Regions from separate parts of the Mus musculus genome. Here regions 1 and 3 are each linked to region 2. A link is a contact called in public Hi-C and HiChIP or PLAC-seq data. All regions are on one chromosome and are shown on one strand. Each heading gives the region's core, a stretch centred on a gene start, on an enhancer-like site or on the middle of the called end of the contact. The rest is flanking DNA. Distances are from core to core; before and after follow the strand shown. Region 1 overlaps Tnks (tankyrase, TRF1-interacting ankyrin-related ADP-ribose polymerase). Region 2 has its middle 59 kb from the start of Gm34474. Region 3 overlaps Tnks (tankyrase, TRF1-interacting ankyrin-related ADP-ribose polymerase).

Evidence for each region. A called contact is a pair of places that touch in the nucleus more often than the background predicts. HiChIP or PLAC-seq counts read pairs in DNA pulled down with a chosen protein or histone mark.
Region 1: a contact with region 2 is called in a Hi-C map of bone marrow-derived macrophages, with 26 read pairs. The contact joins two enhancer-like sites. A contact is called at or near these places in 1 of 484 Hi-C or Micro-C datasets (bone marrow-derived macrophages), 5 of 115 datasets of contacts at active chromatin or transcription factors (bone marrow-derived dendritic cells, bone marrow-derived macrophages, embryonic stem cells and 1 more) and 3 of 9 other capture datasets (adipose tissue, liver and pancreatic islet).
Region 3: a contact with region 2 is called in an H3K4me3 HiChIP or PLAC-seq map of bone marrow-derived macrophages, with 3 times the contacts expected there. The contact joins two enhancer-like sites. A contact is called at or near these places in 7 of 484 Hi-C or Micro-C datasets (bone marrow-derived macrophages, cerebral cortex, embryonic somatosensory cortex and 3 more) and 5 of 115 datasets of contacts at active chromatin or transcription factors (acute myeloid leukemia, bone marrow-derived macrophages, embryonic stem cells and 2 more).

Annotation. Positions count from the first base shown.
Region 1 is chr8:34,916,644-34,920,646 of GRCm38.p6, forward strand. Tnks (tankyrase, TRF1-interacting ankyrin-related ADP-ribose polymerase) reads right to left here. Exons shown (of 27, transcript NM_175091.3): 3 at 1,736-1,831. Among named protein-coding and RNA genes, the nearest start is that of Tnks, 47 kb to the right of the region's middle. Within about 2 kb of position 2,063, at least 38 of the 459 cell types and tissues checked have an H3K27ac peak or open chromatin away from gene starts, as enhancers often do. A contact at or near this core is called in bone marrow-derived macrophages, where this site is marked.
Region 2 is chr8:35,156,979-35,161,348 of GRCm38.p6, forward strand. No RefSeq gene overlaps it. Among named protein-coding and RNA genes, the nearest start is that of Gm34474, 59 kb to the right of the region's middle. Within about 2 kb of position 2,558, at least 32 of the 459 cell types and tissues checked have an H3K27ac peak or open chromatin away from gene starts, as enhancers often do. A contact at or near this core is called in bone marrow-derived macrophages, where this site is marked.
Region 3 is chr8:34,943,760-34,947,583 of GRCm38.p6, forward strand. The region is part of intron 1 of Tnks (tankyrase, TRF1-interacting ankyrin-related ADP-ribose polymerase); the gene reads right to left. Among named protein-coding and RNA genes, the nearest start is that of Tnks, 20 kb to the right of the region's middle. Within about 2 kb of position 1,537, at least 55 of the 459 cell types and tissues checked have an H3K27ac peak or open chromatin away from gene starts, as enhancers often do. A contact at or near this core is called in bone marrow-derived macrophages, where this site is marked.

The sequences.
Region 1 (4,003 bases), core at 813-3,312, 240 kb before region 2:
GTCATAGAATGAATGTGCAGTAGGAGGACAGTTTATATTTCCAAGGGAACTATTATTCTAAACTTTTTTCCTTAAACCACAACTGAAAGAAAAGTTGCCTCAAAAATATTTTTAGAAAAAACAGTGCAAGCAGCAGTTAAATATTAGTAGCAAAATACAGAAAACTAGAATCTTTCCATCTAAGCAGAGTGCAATGCTAGACAGTGTTCAAATCAAATATGCTATCTGTCCTCCACCATACTCCAGCCTCTTCAAGCAAGCATGCCAAAGCTGTACCCTAAAATGATCTTCTCTGACCTGCAGTGAAAATTAGGAGACAGCTTCTTACGGTTAGTGGCTTATATCTAAACCTATGTCTTTCAAACAGTCCTACAGGCAATGACGCATTAAATGCACCTAACAAATAGACAGGCAGGCAGAGAGCCGGAGAAGAGGAAAGGTCAGGGGGAGGACACTCAGAAATACAGTCTTGCTTAGCCCTTGGCACATACTATAGCAGCTATGAGAGGAGCTGTTTCTATACTGTCTTTCTCCTCCGGCCAGAGACCACGGAAGGCTGCTATTCTGTTGCACATGACTGTTTAATAAGAGACTGAAGGTTTCAGGACCAGGCAGGTCAGAGACAAATCAGGTAGGCCCGATTTCATCATTTAAAACTGTGCAGTAACTTTATCTCCACTGATTTAAAAAGCTTTATTCCTCTGGTATATGCTCTCCTCATGTAGCAACTCATTTCATCTTTAATTAATTGAGAAATATCAGATTACTCTGATTTAGCAGTGATTATATTAATTTTAGCACAGTGGGAAGTTGTCGTTCCACGTAGAGTAATTAAGCAAAATTCCATATATTTTTAAAGCTTTCTGTACATAAATGCCTTCTATTCACTTCACAATCTCTATTAAGAGTGCACAGCAGATTGATAACTTAAACACAGTTAAAGCTCTCTTCTACACAATCTATAACAGCACTGTTAGCAGTGCAGTGACTAGGAGGCTCCACATCACAGAGTAAAGGAGGGCAAAGGCAGCAGGACCGGTATGCTGAGAACAAAACCAAACAGAGCCAATGCAGCACTGAGAACGAAGATCAATGAGAACAGCAGCTCAAAATCTAGCCGTTAAACATAATCTTGCCGACCATGACGAAGGGTGCTCTCTACCCTCAGGGTCTCCTCTGTGATGGTTCTTGGCATTTACTTTTATAAAATTAATAAGCCCCAAATCTGCATTACAGAAGTAGAAAGACAATATATTACCCCAATCTAAAAAACTTGGCTATCAGGGTAAAAAGTACAAAGATATAATGAAATATATAAAAGTGGGTGAGGAGAGCACCCAAGTGTAGCTGTTGACCCCAGGGATAAGGCAGCAGGTTGTCTTCCCAATGAAAACTACTTTTACAGTAACACAAATGCCCTTGTCTGCTCAACAGTGAAGGGCTTTAAAAAACCAGCCGAGAAGAGGAGGTAGAGGAAAACTGTGATGTAAGCCATAAAACTGACAAAATATGAGAAACACTATGATGTAATGCTGTAATTCTCAGTGCTATAAGCAGTAAAATTAAGATATATCAATCTATATGATATATACATATATAGGTATATATCTCAACACAATTAATAAGATGCACATCCAATCAATAAGATTTTTAGTATTTTCTTAGCTTCATTAGTGGAAAAATATTCAGTGCATGAAAATCTTATAAAATCAGCCTCCTAGCGCTGGCTCCTTACCTGTGAGGACAGCTTTTGCTGAAGGATCTGCCAGGTCCAGAGCTGATTTCCCATCGGTGTTCCGGATGTTTGGATCGGCTCCGTGCTGCAGCAGCACTGTGCAGGGAAAGCACAAACAGTATCTTACCTCGGGGATACAGAGATTATTTACTGCTAAGTGTCGCCTCGGCATGGTGTAGGCATAAACATACATTGCACAATTTTTTCTCTTTCAAGAAAAGAAAAATGAAAGAAAAAGGGGAACAAAAGCACTGCAGCAAAGGATCTTCTCTAGAGTAAAGCAAAGTTGGCAACTTATGGTACAGTATTATCACATGACTTGACATCATAACCATGAAACTAGAAGCTTGCCCCGGACGGTCCTGCTTTGCCTCCCAAGGAAGCAGTATGGGAGCTGTGTGCGTGTTCCCTGCCTCGCTCTGTGAGCTGTGCTAGCTGAAGCTGCCCTGCCTTTACTACCACTGTGACTGCTTGTTGCTGCTGCTGCTGCTGCTGCTGCTTCGCTGCTGAATCTCCAACACGTCCTCTCTCAGAAGAGTTGTAACCCTGTGCAAGGCTTTTAGTGGCTCAGTGCTCACATATGAAACTCACCATAGACACACTGGCTTGTTTCCAGAAGTTTAACAGACACAGTAATGCGTGCAACGCCAGCTCTTGCAGCCATGCTACAAAAAAGAACTCTATCCTGTATTATGATCCTCCATCAAATTTCTAGAACTAAAAACCCAATCACTGAAATTCATGTAACAAAGGTATTTCATAAAAACTACAGAGACTCCTTAAGATTCAGACCCTCCTATAAGTGAGTGGGCAGTAGATAAAATATGGATATGGCATTTGGGAAGTGTCTAATGCCAACTAAACCACTGCTGTGTAAGAGCAGAGCCCCAGAGACCACGGGAGTGCTACTACCCATCTGATATTTAAACAGTGAACAGGTTAGGCATCTTTAGTCAAAAACCTGAAATTCAAGGTGAGGAAAGTGAATCCTCTGAGCACCTACATAGCCACCTCTGACACCATGATAGGGGAACACTTAAGTGTATACTGAATCACTTTTTTCTACATTTACTGGGGGTGGGGACACAATGTAGAAGTAAGAGGACAATCACTTCTACATGTTGATCCCAGGGATTAAATTCAGGTCCTGAGGCCTGGTGACATGTGTCTTTACCCACTGAGCCAGCTCATTGGCCACTGCTTGTTTTTTTTTTCCCTAAGCAATAAAAATTTTCATTCTTTAGCGAAATATACACTAAGCAACCAAATTTAAACTAATACTCTTCCATTTTAGAACTCTCATTAACATACATGGGATTTAACCAATGAGAGGGCTAAGAATGTAGCTCATTTGGTAGACTGTATGCTTACCATGGTATATGTGAAACACAAATAAATCTCGCATTGAGGCCTGGATTCCAACCTCAAAACATCTCATGCTATATATATGCAAATATTCCAACTCCTCAGGTGGGGTGGGTCTGAACGCCAAAGCACTTAGGTCTCACGCATTTTATTTAGATGAGGGAAACTTACATCTTACATAAGAGTTTTAGGGCTGAAATGGTGGCTCTGCTGGTGAAATGCTTGTTACATAAGCATGAAGAGCCAGGTTCTGATCCTCAGCATCCATCTGTCACACAGAGCTAGGGAAGTGGAACAGAAAGATCCCTGGGACTAGCTGGCCATAGTCTAGCCAAATCAGAGTATCCCGGGCTCAGTGAGAGGCTCTGCCTCAAAACGTGCAGTGGAGAGTAACTGAGGAAAAGGCTCAGTGAGAGGCTCTGCCTCAAAACGTGCAGTGGAGAGTGACTGAGGAAAACACTCAATGGGGCCTCTCTGGAATCCAAAAGCACAAGCACTCTCACGCGCTCAAGCACACTCCTGACAAGCAACTCTGGATACCCTCTGACCCCACCCATACGCGAGCACTTTAAAACATCCAGTAGTGGCTTTGAGCCACTACTAGTAATTCTCAAGTTCTACACTGAAGCCCATACACTCTTTTGAAATTTGGAAGGTGATCTTCATATTACTAAGTACTGAGTCATATTGTTTATAAAGCCATTCTTTCTGTGATGCATAAGCCATCAAGACCATGGCTTTGCTACAATGGATAGCTGTCTGAAGGTTAGCATTCACACCTCTCCCCTTAGATCTGGGGCAATTTCACACTTGCAGTATTAAAACAAGCCATACTTGGGAAGACACAGAAAGATCTGCAGACCTTCTGCGGTCATCCTCCCACCAGCTGCAGGTCTCCATGGT
Region 2 (4,370 bases), core at 1,308-3,807:
GGATGTGGGATTTAAGCATTCGTTTGTATACACCTATTATTTATTTGTTCATACAACATCTTCAAAGCTGTGCTTTGTGGAGAGACTTTAGGAAACTCTACTCAAGAGAGTTAACAGTCTAAGAAATTGACACAAGTAACACAAGCAGAGAGGGTGGTTGATCTCCATCAAAACTCATGTGGACCCTTGGATCCCAGTATGGGGATGCTGGAAACTCAAGCCTGCTGGGAAGTGGTGGTAAGAGACAGAGGCCTTGCAAAGAGTCTGATACCTTTCTCTGGGTGATGGGAGTGAGTGCGTCATTGCTCACAGGCTCAGCTACCTCACTGTGAGTTCATCAAAAGTCAGGGTTGCTGGGTGCTTCACTTCTAATAATCACTTCTGCTTGTCCTAGTCGGTACCATGATTTGGAGCAAAATGAGGTCCTTGCCAGGAGCCAACCAATTGTGGGCATCGTGGGATTGGGCTTCCCAGCTTGTAGAACCATTAGCATGACGGCACCTCTCTTCTTTGTAAGTCATCATGTCTCAGTCTCTGTGTCTAGTGATAGAGCGCCGGCAGCCAAGATCTGCCAGAATTCTGAAGAACAAATAGCCAAAAAGCCGGGAGAAAAGGATAACGGAGAGGGCTCAACCACTGAGATGAGAGAATGCCAGGGATAAAATGTCTTCTGATAGATGGAGGCTGTCAGTGCCCAGCCTGCATGCTAAAGGCAGTTTTCTTTCACTTCCTAAGAAACCCAACATTGCCAGCTTCTAGCAGGAACTTGCAGTGTTTATACAAACACACATTTTTTTTAAAATTTTATTTTAAACTGTGCTTCTTAAATGTAAAGATGTTTTCTTGTCTGCCCAAGTTTGTGGGCGAGCATATGGTCACAGCAACACATCCTGTCAGATCGATGTGGTGTGCCATGTGTTACCCTGTGTTTCACATCATCTCTGGTGACTGAAGAATGGCCCCTATCCTCCACCTTGCCTCAGCTCATGGAGGCAGTATGTGGGAGATGCGCAGCCTGCATGTCCAAGCCAAAGCCATCACTGAGTTTTGTTCTGCAGAATTGATCTTCCTGGGACAGCCTGATCTTCACCGCGGAAGGCATTTCCAGTGCGTCTCAGCTTTCAGTACATTCTCCTCGGCTTCTGCCTCTCCTCTAAGACACAGACATTTACACGCAGAGCCAGGATGAAGGGTGAGAGGCACGCCTCACAGTTCCCTTTGACTAATCATTTAAGAACCAGCATGACCCCGCTTCCCTTCCCGAGGCATGTCAGCCTTCTTCACAAAGAGATGGATTCTGCCGTTCAGAAATATTCTGATTTACCCCCAACTCTCTCTCAGCCCATTTCTGGTCATTTACAGAAAACAAAACAAAACCAAAAAACGACCCAGGTTGTTCACAATCAGCAATATACTCATTTCAGGAAAATTCTAAAAGCCAGTGAGGCAGTCATTTAGAATGTGAGCTTCGTATCCCACAGCTCTGAAATTACACATAATGGGCAAGCTCCCAAGGCCAGCTCACAAAAGCCTACTTACCTAGCTCCACAGACAAACCACGAGGAGTGATGGGTTTCTGTCGGAATGCCTGGCTTATACCAACTGGGAAGTCGACAGGCAGAGTAAAGTAAGTCTTGAGCTTGCTTCTACCTCACTGTTAGGATTTGGAAGCTGGGTACCAGTGAGCCAGCCCCCAGAGAGGTCAGAGATGGTTACTAAGTCACCTCTCAAATCCTAGGAACTTCCAAAGGACCAGATCATTCTAATTTAGAATGCAGAGCCTACGGATGCAGAGCCTCACTCAATTCAGTAGCCTGAACCAAGCAGGGTCAGATAAAACTGCTGCTCTAGTCTGCGCTTTCTCCTGGTCTTCCTCTTCACTGACTATGTCCCAGCCTTGGAAACATATGCATGCTACAATTTTTTCAACCAGAAACAAAATTACTCTAACAGCAAAGATGACCCATTTCTTAGTGACACACAGTGACGAGAAGATGGCGACCGGGCAGAGCAGTGTCTGAGGGCTGGTCCTACTCAAGAAAAAGGCACGGTTTGGCTGCATGAGCCCTGTAAGACAGTGGCTGCTTGCTTGTGAAATGAATGCTGTACCTGCCCATACTTCGAGCAAGAAGCCACCAAGTTCTTTGACCTTGTGCACGGCTCAGATTGATGCCATAATCCACCGAATATCGAGGCAATTCGGTAGCAGGGTGGAAACACTCTGTGCGGTAGAGGAGAGAGAGAGAGAGAGAGAGAGAGAGAGAGAGAGAGAGAGAGAGAGAGAGAGAGAGAGAGAGAGAGAGAGAGAGAGAGAGAGAGAGAGAGAGAGAGAGAGAGAGTTTGGCCTTTCTGGATCACGTCGGGGAGCAGTAACATCTACCCCTACAGCACCAGAGTGGAAACCTAACCAGAGAATCCTAGAAAAGTTAAGAGGGTTGGTTGGTGAGTTTTGTTACAAGAATCACTGCGTAAAGCCACCTATTTCCTGCTGCTGCTTTCCCTTCAGACTCACAGCGCCTCCTGGTTCTGATTTCGGGGCCGCGTTTCAATCGCCCCCTGGTGGACAGCAGGAACATTACTTTGGAAGTGGATGTAGGAGTGAAATTTCCCTTAAAAAATGCTTCTTTGGTCAAGGCTGACCAAATCATTGGGCAAAACTAGTAGATTTTTAAAGAATGTAGGTAGCCGAAGAACTCTCTGTCTTCCCAGGACCCTCCGCCCCCACCCCGGTGCTCACTCTGGAAAAGACGTGTGTCTGAATTTACCCTGCACATGACCTTGCCAACTAGGGATCCAACCAACAAGATGTGTCCAGATTGTGGTGACCACAGAGCACAGTGCTCATCAATAGAACGGCCTTTTCTTTTCTTTTTCTTTTTAAAATTGATTAAGTTATTGATTAACATTTAGATCGAAGCTTCCCCTCCCACCTCTCTTCCTAGCCCCTCCCTCTCATCCCCACCCCCTCCCGTTAGCCTCAGAAAGGATACGACCCCCTTGGCCATCCAATCATCTTTCACAGGCCTTGAATATCAGATATCCTGGATATTAGACATTACATTATGATTCATAACAGAAGAAAAATTACAGTTACGAAGTAGCGACAGAAATAATGTCATAGGCGGGGTGGGGATGGGATGTCACCACAACATGAGGAATTGTATTAAAGGGTTGCAGCATTACGAAGGCTGAGAGCTACTACTCTGGGCAGTTGGATAGCCATGACTTTTGCTTCCTCCTCTAGGGTCAGTCTTTGCCAGCAATCTTGGGGCCCTCCCCTGAATCTTTCTAACAGATGAGCAATCAGTCAAGAACGTGAACAACTTGCTCCAAATCCCAGGAAACTGTTGAGCATCTGACCGTGACAGAAAGGAATGAGACATGTTCCCATCATGACAAGCTGCTCACCAGCACTGCCTTGGAGCCGGGCTCAGAGAGAACCGGCGGCCTGGCTGGGATTTGCTGGGGGAGTGGCCAGTGCAGGCTGCTCCATAGGCAAACACCCACGCCCCTTCTGGAGCGCGCCACCCTTACCTTGGGCTCTAGCTCTCACGGAATGTTGCGGTTTTTGTATTGCCTGGGTTTGTACAATAGCGATACTCTTCCGGAGAAAAGACTAATGTTGATACCAGGAGCTAGAGGGAGGAGGGTCAGACGTTTAAGATCACCCTCAGCCATGTAATGAGTTAGGGGTTAGCCTGGGCTACATGAGACTGGCTGCCGTTAAAAAAGCGAGGGCGCCTGGAGAGATGGCTCAGCAGTTAAGGATGTTTGCTGCTCGTCCAAAGCATCTGGGTTTGGTTCCCTGAATCCATACTGAACAGCTCACTACTGCTTGTAACTCTAGCTGCACTGCAGCTGGTCCTTTAAGGAGTCTGGACTACAATGGAGATCTGCTATTGTTTCTTTCCAGCTGTTACAGGAAGGCAACTTTTGTTGCATTAAGGTCCTGAAAAATGTAGGGACACACCCTGTGAGGGTTTGTATGTTTGGCCCAAGAAGTAGCACTATTAGGAGGTGTAGCCTTGTTGGAGTAGGTGTGTCACTGTGGGAGTGGGCTTTAATACCTTCGTCCTAACTGCCTGGAGGTCAGTATTCTGCTAGCGGCCTTCAGATAAAGATGTGGAACTCTCAGCTCTTCTTGCACCACGCCTGCCTGGATGCTGACATGCTCCTGGCCTGGTGACAATGGACTGAACCCCTGAACCTGTAAGCCAGCCCCTATTAAATGTTGTCCTTCTAAGACTTGCCTTGGTCATGGTGTCTGTTCACAGCAGTAAAACCCTAACTAAGACACACCCTATCTTGTATTCCTTGACAGTGGGTACAGGAAGGAGAGGTTTACCTGTGAGACCCACAGTGGAGATCCA
Region 3 (3,824 bases), core at 287-2,786, 210 kb before region 2:
CCAGTCTCAAAAACTAAGATGGAAGGTGACTGCAGAACACCCAGCATGGACCTCTGCCCTCCGTATGAACACACAGACACACACAGACAGACTAACAGACAGACAGACAGACAGACACACACACACACACACACACACACAAATCACAATAAAAAGTAAAGAATCAAGAACAAAATCAGAGGCAACTAGTTAAGGACACTCCTGCTCTCCTGTCTAACAATAAAGATCTGGCACAGAGTTAGAAGGCAAGGACAGCTGGGTCCCAAATTCTGGGTGAGCACCTTGGTCTGTGAGGGTCCAAGTGGGAAAGACGTAAGCCAACAGCTAGACACTCATCCAACGACCTTACTAGTCCTCTGGGCCTCATCTTCGCATGCCTGCTGTTGACATCAGCTAGCATAGAGAGACCACAGGATAGACCCTTCCTCAAATGCAAGCTCCTTACCTGGGCTCGCAGAATGCCAGTGGCCTGACCTGACTGATGTCACCTAATCCATCATTGTCTTTTCTGTCCCAACAGGAACAAAGCAACAAGCCTTCAAACTCCCCAGGAGCCTTGCTTCTCATAATGGGAAGGGTTGGGTTGTGATGGTCGAGGGAGGGAGGGACAGAACCGAGACTGTAGGACCTCTACCACTGCTCAGTACTATTGTGCCAGAACAGCAGACTGGACACATGGCCAGCTCTCTCTGGTTTCACTATTCTGATATAAAATTGAGCTACCCCTGTCCAGGAGCAGTAGAATGTAAGTAGAGTGTAAGATGATTTGTAAATTTCAGCACATGTTTGCTGGTAAATAATGTCATTTCACATATTTAAAGAAAACAAAAAATGTACTTTAAGGAAAAACTAAATTCAAAGTACAAGGCCTAACTAAATACACTTAGCAACATTCTTAAAGAACTGATTTTAAAGTATTATAATTAAGGCCCTTTGAAGTGTTTCAGTACAAGATGTAGGGCCACGGGTATTTATTCCCCAGGTCTGAGCTAAAAAACCAGGAAAAGTCATTCCACTTAACATTTAACATTTTAAGCTTGCCTACAATTAAAATCTGCAAGAAACAACCTTAAACCTTAACGGTAACATGAACAATGTTATCAAAAAAGAAAACCCAAAGGCGTTTGGTGTAATATAAACTGAAATATTTTATAAACAGTAGCAAACAACAGACTAAGAAGGCATTTTCTTCCTAACCTGACTACCAACAAAGCAACGAGCACTGGATCACAATAGCAAAGTTCATATTACATGTCATTTTTTAATTTTTCTGTAAGTATTGTAAGATCCAAGAACACCCAAAAGACAAAGAGTAAAGTAAGCTTGAAATTGTCAAGAACACTGACATAAAAGATAAACGGGCTTTTAGTGACAGAGGATCCACGAGATACCTTAGAAGGGAAGGTATCAGTGATCTACTGTTTACGTAATTCCAGCCACAAGACTGGCCTCATTGGCTCTCTACTGCTGGGATCAAACACCACCAAAGGCAGCTTGGGGATCAAAGGGTTTGTGTGGCTTCCCACTTCACAGTCCAACATGAAGGGAAGTAGTCAGGAAACAGGAAGTGAAACCAAGACCCATGGAGAAGAAACCCTCCTTACTGGTGTCTGTCCCCTTTGCATGGCTTGCTCAGCCCCGTTTCTTTTTCTTTCTTTTTTTTTTAAAGATTTATTTATTTATTATATGTAAGTACACTGTAGCTGTCTTCAGACACTCCTGAAGAAGGAGTCAGCTCTCATTACGGATGGTTGTGAGCAACCATGTGGTTGCTGGGATTTGGACTCAGGACCTTGGGAAGTTGATGCTCTTAACCACTGAGCTATCTCACCAGCCCAACAGCCCTGTTTCTTATAAGAATTACCATCAACTACCCAGGAATGGCTCCACCCACAGTGGGCTGGGGTTCTCCCACATCCATCAGTAATCAAAAAATTGCCTCACAGACTTGCACACGAGCCAATCTGATGGAGAAAACTCCTAAACCTAGAGTCCCTCTCCTCCCAGATATGCCTGTGTCACGTTCACAAAAATTAGCAACACAGAAGCTTTTGAACAATAACTGTAGAGCTTTTAAACACTTTTCTCCCCAGGGTATTCAGTGGCTCCCTAACATCACTGCCTACTCCAGAGGGTCCAGACATGGAGGAACTTCTAACTCTAAGTTCATTCTGAATCATGTGCATCCTGGCTGATGTGTGGAAGGCAGCTGCTGTTTATCTCACGACAGCTCCACCACCATGCCTTCACTCTCATTCTGTCCACTTTCTTCTTCTGACATGTTTTTAGGTATTTGGGTTTACTGTATTTTACGGAAGAAATGTGTATGCTGTTGTGAACATCTGTACTGGGAACTGCGGAAAGAACCTCCACCTTACTTGTCTTCTATGTACCAACTGGTTTACCTCATCTAATACACAACAAAGCACAGACACCTAGTTAGAAGTTTCTGATTACTCTGTAATATACCATCCAATGACAAATATTTTATATTTAACGTTATTGCTTCCTCTTCTAGCTTTCATTGTAACTATATTAGCTTTTAATCCTTAGAAGATAAACTAGCTTCTGATTGGTTCATCAAAAGTCACAAAGGAGTATATTTCCCTGTTGATTTCTCATTTGTCAAAAGCAGACCCTAGCTGAAAATTATTCTATCTTATAGAACCTGGTTTGGGGAGGGAGAGGGGGAGAGAGAGGGAGAGAGGTAGAGAGAGGGAGAGAATGCTAAAGTACAGAGAACTAAAGGAGTGCTTTCTCCAAACCCAACAGAGAAACTACCAGAAACAAAAAAGGTAAGAAACAGGGAGTAAAAATAAACTGTCCCAAGAAAAAAAGATGGTTAAATTCCAACGCAAAAAGATTAGCTCAACAGCAGAAGGTAATTATCCTGCCTAGGCAGGCGATGGACCAGAGAAGGCCTACACTCAACACCAGCACTGTGTCTCCTTTGCTGCTGTGAATATGAAGACAGGATTTCCCACTGCAGCGCTAGCCAAAAGTAGAGGGATATATCAAGGGGAAATACTGCAATCGGACCAGAGGGCCAAGTGCACAATTACATCGAAGGTGACAGCATTTTTAAAAAGCAAAGTTTGGAAAATGGTGATAAAAGAAATCACACTGGGGCGTTCGCTCTCTGTCCTAGCCCCATCTATCGCCATTTTCCACAACCTAGAATGCATACTTCACTCCTCAGCCCAAGCTCCTTAAGAACTCTTCCAGGAGGCTCTGAAACAGGTACAAAAGGCAAGCATTCAGTAAGATACCAGAGTAATGAGGGTAGGAAGAGAAGAAGCTCTGCAAAAATGACACTTCTCACAGCTGACGGAAGTTCTAACTTCCAGACTTCGGGAGCTCACAGGTTGCAGTGAGGACAGACAGACACTACAGAAGCAGTCTAACGTCAACTACTAAAAACTTCCTAAGTCCTTCAGAAAGAAAATGCAGAACAACAAGAAAACGAAAACTAAGTGGAGAATAGAAACAGTGGCACACACACACACACACCAATGCATCAGAAGGCAGAAAACTGCCACCACTTGGAATCTGTCAGTAGTTTTCAGTCCACCCTCCTTTATCTCAGAGAGCTACAGACAGTGGAGAAAGAAAACACTAAATGCAACCCAATGAATAAATCATAATTAGAAGCCCAGAGAAAAAACACACAAAAACACTAATACAATTTTTAAAAACCCTCAAGCTTTATTTTATCTTAATTCTAAGCAACTGAACCATTTTTAGAATAGTTCTTTAAATCTATACCTCTCAGTGCACAGCAAAGCAAACTCTAGAAAGACTAACATAAAATGAAGAAAGAGTGT